2 separate regions of the Callithrix jacchus genome follow, and region 2 is linked to region 1. The links are chromatin contacts, called in public Hi-C maps. All regions are on one chromosome and are shown on one strand. The core of a region is the stretch at or near the end of the contact, and the rest is flanking DNA. Distances in the headings are between cores, read along the strand shown. Region 1 has its middle 53 kb from the start of CRYBA4. Region 2 holds the start of MN1 (MN1 proto-oncogene, transcriptional regulator).

Region 1 (2,627 bases), core at 95-2,594:
AAGGGGCTGACCAGAACCAGGCAGGGGGTTTCTATCCAGGACAAGTAGGGTCCATTATCAGGGGACTGAAATGTTTCCAGGGGTTAATCTGAGACCCACAGCCAGTAAATAGGGAAGCAACATTTTGGGCAGGGGCCAGGTGGTTGGGATTGATTTTGGTGGGTATGAGGGGCTTAGAGGTAGACCCCCTGCCATGGTCAGGCCCCATTCCCTGGCTGGTGGGGACGGGAGGCCTCTGGAGCTGCAGCTGGAGAGGCTGGGGCAGTGTTGCATGGTGTGATTAACCTACTAACCCAGGGCTCGGCCAGGACGCCGTGGCGTGTGACGAGGTGCCTGGCCTTCTGCCAACCAACTAACCTACTAACCAGGCCCGAGCATGCCCTACTAACCCCCCGCAGCCAGATCCTACTAACCGTGCAGCTCATGGGCCTTTCAAGGGGCTGGGATATGGGGGCAGCCAAGGCTCCAGAAGGCTCTGCCTATGGGCTGGGATCTTTGTGCAGACCCTCGTTCCAGGACAGGGAATGCAAATAAGACTCATCAACTCTGCCACTTCTTGTTGGGTGACTTTTAGTAAGTCACCTTACTTCTCTCAACCTCAGTTTCCTCAGTGATAGAATGGGAGTACTGATATCTCACAGGTTGCATTGGGGATTCCCATGAATATAAGGGTCTTGGCACATGGCAGATACTTAAAAAAAAAAAAAAAAAAAAAAGAAGGTGGAGGGAGTCCCCCCAAACCTGGTTGAACATGCCTGCTGCCTAGGCCCTGGCCTCTCTGGGTGTTCTGCACACAGATCCTTCTGCCTGGGGCCAGACACTTGCTTTGAACCCCTAACTGTCACTTCCCCACATTCTTCCTCAGTCTCAGCTTTCTTTTCTGTAGGCAGCTCTTTTGTTCGATTACTAACCCGTCTAACCCCTGGGGTGCCCCATCATCCCTTAACAAAACTAACGGACCTGTGTGCGTTCTTCCTTTTCTCCTAGCGACTCCTGTGTGTGTCTGCTGAGGTGCCCTGTCCGCTGGTGCTGTGCTCTGACTTACTAACCCAGCCCCTACTAACCCTGTTTTCTCTTCTTACTAACCCCAGCCCTGTCGAGCTCTGGGCTCCCCTCTGGGGGCTGGTCCCCCTCCTTTTGGCAAGCAGATGACCTGGGTCTACTGGCCCTATAGAAAGATGTCCCACTTTGCTGCCCCACATTGGCTATAAGATCAGAGTCCATTGGGCCAGGTCTAAGGCAGGGGACGGCCCTATTAACAAGACTCAGAGCAGGAGGTGGTCCTGTGGATGTGGGAGGCTCGACTCTGAGATGACTTCTCTGTGCAGAAGTCTGGTTGCCACTGGGAGTAGGTGGGACCAGGGAAACCTCTGGGACGTGAGTGTGGAGGCCTGTGGGTCTAGACTAGAGTGTGGAGCTCTGAGCATTTGTATCCTTCTCGGGAAGGAAGCCGGGGAAGGATCTTTTCCATTGTTAAGTGGCGGGAATAGGAGCTACCCTACACAGGAAGCCAAGAGGGTGGCGTGTCCCACGAGGAAGTCAGGAGGGGGCGTGCCCGTCACCGGAAATTGGCAGAGGGGCGTGTCCCACATCGGAAGTCAGAAAGCGGAGCCTTACACCGGAAGTAAGTGAAGCTGGGTTTCCGCACGCTAAAAACCCCTGAGTGGAGTATTTAGTACGCAGGAAGTCGGCCGGAGGAATTTTTCCCATATTTGAAGGCCGGGAAGAGGGACATTTCTGACACCGTAAGTTAGTGGAGGGCTCTTTCCCACACAGAAAGTCAGCTAGAGAGGATTCTCCCGTCTCGATCTGAGAGAGGCGGGTTTTCCTTACCGGAAGTAGGCGTGGGACCACGACCCGGGGCCGTGACCGGAAGTCATTGAGAAAGATCTGTTCCCACGCCCAGAAGTTAGAGGGCGTTAGTTGTCCTGTTGAAAAGGCGGAGTGGGGAGGGGAATCAGCTTTACCCCGGGCTCGGAGTTCGCAGGAGTTAGAAGTGGGGAGCAATAAATGAACCTCAGGGACTTACAGGGTTCCCGAACGCCGGCCAGGAGTGCATCCCTGGCTTTCTGTTCCCACCCACGTCCCTGTCTCAGCCTGCCTCCCCCAGAGCCCGCCAGCCGCTAAGCCGGGGCCACACCTGGGGGTGATTTCATGCCTCACCTCCAGTAGGCCCCTTGGTCTCTTTGGGCTAATCTCTGGCTCTCTTGCACTAACTTTTGCTCTCACCCAGCTAATCCCTCCCTCACCCTGGCTGACCCAGGGGCTGACCACTACCAACCAACCTGGCCTGTCTGGGGGCTTCAGGCTCCTGGCCTGGGTCTGACCAGCTCTTAATTAACCTTTCCTTCACCGTGACTAACTCCTGCCTTCCTGGTCTGTTCCTTTCAGCAGAAACTAATGGCTTGTGGATTTCTTTCTGACTAACAACAGGTCTAACGTTCCTTGTTACTGTTAACAGCTTGGATGTCGGCATGGCTGGGAAGGGGCTAACACAGGCTTGGAACTTGACTAATAGGAAAAAGCGTAGCTAGTAATTTTGGACGTGGTGGCTGCTCTGAGTCAGAGCAATCACAAGTCGGTAAAGGTGGCAGTTCTCTAAAGGAGGTGCCAGGGTTCTGGTGTGG
Region 2 (2,627 bases), core at 48-2,547, 1.1 Mb after region 1:
GTTAAAGTTCCTTTCGCCCTGGCCAGCGTTCCTGCTGTTGATCTGGGGCTCGAATTGGTCCAGCCCAAACATACTTGGCGGGGGGCAGAGGGGATCAATAGGGCATGACAGCCTGCTCTCCGCGGTGCGCCTCCGGCCAGCTACTCGTTCCAGCCCAGGATTGGGCGCTCCGCGACGCTCAGCACCGCGGGGGCTCAACGTGCACCTCCACCTCGCCTGATATGAGGGACTTGGGGGTGGGGGGGGTGGATCAGCTCCTCTCCCGAAGCTCGGGCTCTGCCCGGGGAGGGCCTCTCACATCTTACGAGGCCGCGCGGCCTCTAGGAGCCGTGTTGGGGGTCCCATGCCCCGGGCGGTTGTCACAGCCGCGGGTAGGTCTGCGGGGAGGTGACGAAGCCGCGGATGAACAGAGACAAAAAGTTAAGTGGGGGGAAAGGGGAAGGAAGGGGGATGGGAGAGCAGAGCGATCACCTTCTCAAGTCCGACTGGGTCTGTTGGGGAGCCCCAGGACGCCGCCCGCAGCCTCCCGGAGTCCGTGGCAGAGCTGCTAAGGGCAGGGGAGGGAGACCCTTCAAAGCCGCGGCTAGCGCCGGGCACCGACAGAGCGGTCCCTCCCCCCGCCCCCCGGAGTCCCCGCGCCCCGCAGCCGGAGCCTCCACCGAGCACGATCCGCTCGCACAGTCCCCGTAGGCTCCGGGCGAGCGGCTGCTGCTTCTTCAGCGGGTCGGAGGACTGGAGGCTCCGCTCGGCATCGCCGGTGCCGGCCCCCGAGCCGAGGTTGCAGAGGGTCTGGGAGGCGACGGGCGGCGGGCGGCGGGGGTCGGAGCAGAGGGTCGGGGGAAAGGCGCGGCTCCTCTGCTCGACAGCGGGTGCGTTGCGTCCGGCGCGCAGCTTCGCGGCCACGTCCGCCGCCTGCCGCTTCTGTCCTCCGCCGTTGGGTGTCTGAGTTCGCTGGAGTGTCGGCGCACGGTTGCAGGCGCGGGAGGGCAGCAAGGCGAAGGGTTGGGTTGCTCCGAGGCTCCGGTTCTCTGCCTCCGCGCCGAGGTGCTTCGCGAGTCCCTCTCGGACCCGAGGGAGGGGCGGACGCGGGTCGGGGGGCCACGCCAGGCGAGCGAGCCCAGGCGTTCCGGCTGCGCTCTCCGAGCCTGGAATCGGGGGGGCGGGGGCAGCTCTGGGGGGTCTGCGCTCTCCTCTCCCGACTAGCGGGGGTGCTCTGCGTGGGGCGTTCCGAGGGTCTCGGCTCCCCTCTCTGTGTCTGCCTCTCGCCCAGCGCCGGGAGAAGCAGCAACAAGTTTTGCATTTCAGCAATCAATTTCAGCCATTACATTTGCGCCAATCAGCGCCGCCCAAGCTCAGGGCCCGGGGCGGGGCTCGCTCTTAAGGTGGTCCGGGGTCCTGGCTGCCAAGGCCCCAGCCACGAACCCGCACTACCCCGACTCTGGGGTCCCCCGCGCCCGCCTCGCCTCGGGGTCCGGCGTCAGTGCGCTGGGGGCGCGCCCTGGCCTCCGGGCGCAGCGAGCTGGAGAAGGTGCAGGCGACGGAGAATGGCGGGAGCTTGGCTTTGTTCACCCCCTTCCCATTCACACTGTTCCCAACTCCCCACCCCCAACTGGAGCGAGACCCGCCGGGTGGGCAGGGGGCGGGGAGGTGGGCGGTGAGCGGTACGGGGCGTTCAGACAATGAGGTCGCCAGGCAAAGCCCCTGGACTCGCCACGGAAAGTCGCAAAACCCCTGGACTCGACACGGAAAGTGCGCTCCAGCTCCGGGACCAAAGCTCCTCGGTTCTCCACTAGCGGCGCCCAAGTTAGCCGGCCCCGGGATTTTCTTGGAGGGTAAAGCAGACGGGAAACCCCGAAGTTAGGGTTCTCCTCGACAGACCTGGGCGCCTGCTCACTCCTCCGTCACTACGGCGCTCACGAGTGTTCCCCATCCCCACTGCCTGGGGTTCCCGGTTCTCACCCGCCGGCGTAGGGGCTCCAAGGAGCCCTGGTCACTCAGACACTTTATGAGGGAGCACATCGGTTGAGCTCAGTAAGCGGAGCGACTAGCGAGGCGGCTGGGAACCCCCGAGAAGACACGCGCGAAGAGGGGGCAACCGCTGGCCTGCACACCTTGCCCCCTGGGCCACCTGGTCCAAGGCCCAGGCCCTCTGCGGGTGCGAGGTCGGCCTCCTTAAGAGATCAATTAAACTGAAGAGGCCGAGGAACGGAATTGGTCTGCGATACTAAAATCAATAGGAGTAATTTAATATCTGCCCTGCTCTTTATGAAATATTTATCCCAATAATCTTAGTTAAAATGTTTAGATCTTCCTGATCCCCACCGAGGCTGAAATCTATCTTGCAATTAGAAGTTGGAAGTTAGAGGTGATGGAGGATAGAGGAGGTGTTTATTCTGTGCGCCTGTGTGCGTGTGCGCGCGCGTGCGTGTGTGTCTGTGTGTGTGTTCCTCCCTAAAGAGAGTGTAGGGGACGAGGGGGGAGAAGGCCTTTAATTTTCCTTGCCATAAAATAGCACGAGGCGATTTTGCTAGCAGATTCGCCTTCTTAGGAGTAGGGCGAAAAAAGAACTTTCTTTGAAGTGCCCCTGATATCGCTATTAAATCTAAATAAAATTAAGCATGGTGTAT

What was found. Hi-C and Micro-C count contacts between places; a contact is called where the count stands out from the background.
Region 2: a contact with region 1 is called in a Hi-C map of skeletal muscle, with 4 times the contacts expected there. The contact joins the promoter of MN1 here to the enhancer-like site in region 1. A contact is called at or near these places in 2 of 3 Hi-C or Micro-C datasets (both in skeletal muscle).

What each region holds. Positions count from the first base shown.
Region 1 is chr1:197,405,862-197,408,488 of calJac240_pri, forward strand. No RefSeq gene overlaps it. Among named protein-coding and RNA genes, the nearest start is that of CRYBA4, 53 kb to the left of the region's middle. Within about 2 kb of position 1,345, at least 14 of the 16 cell types and tissues checked have an H3K27ac peak or open chromatin away from gene starts, as enhancers often do. A contact at or near this core is called in skeletal muscle, where this site is marked.
Region 2 is chr1:198,493,018-198,495,644 of calJac240_pri, forward strand. MN1 (MN1 proto-oncogene, transcriptional regulator) reads right to left here and starts at 1,298. Exons shown (of 4, transcript XR_013522043.1): 1 at 1-1,298.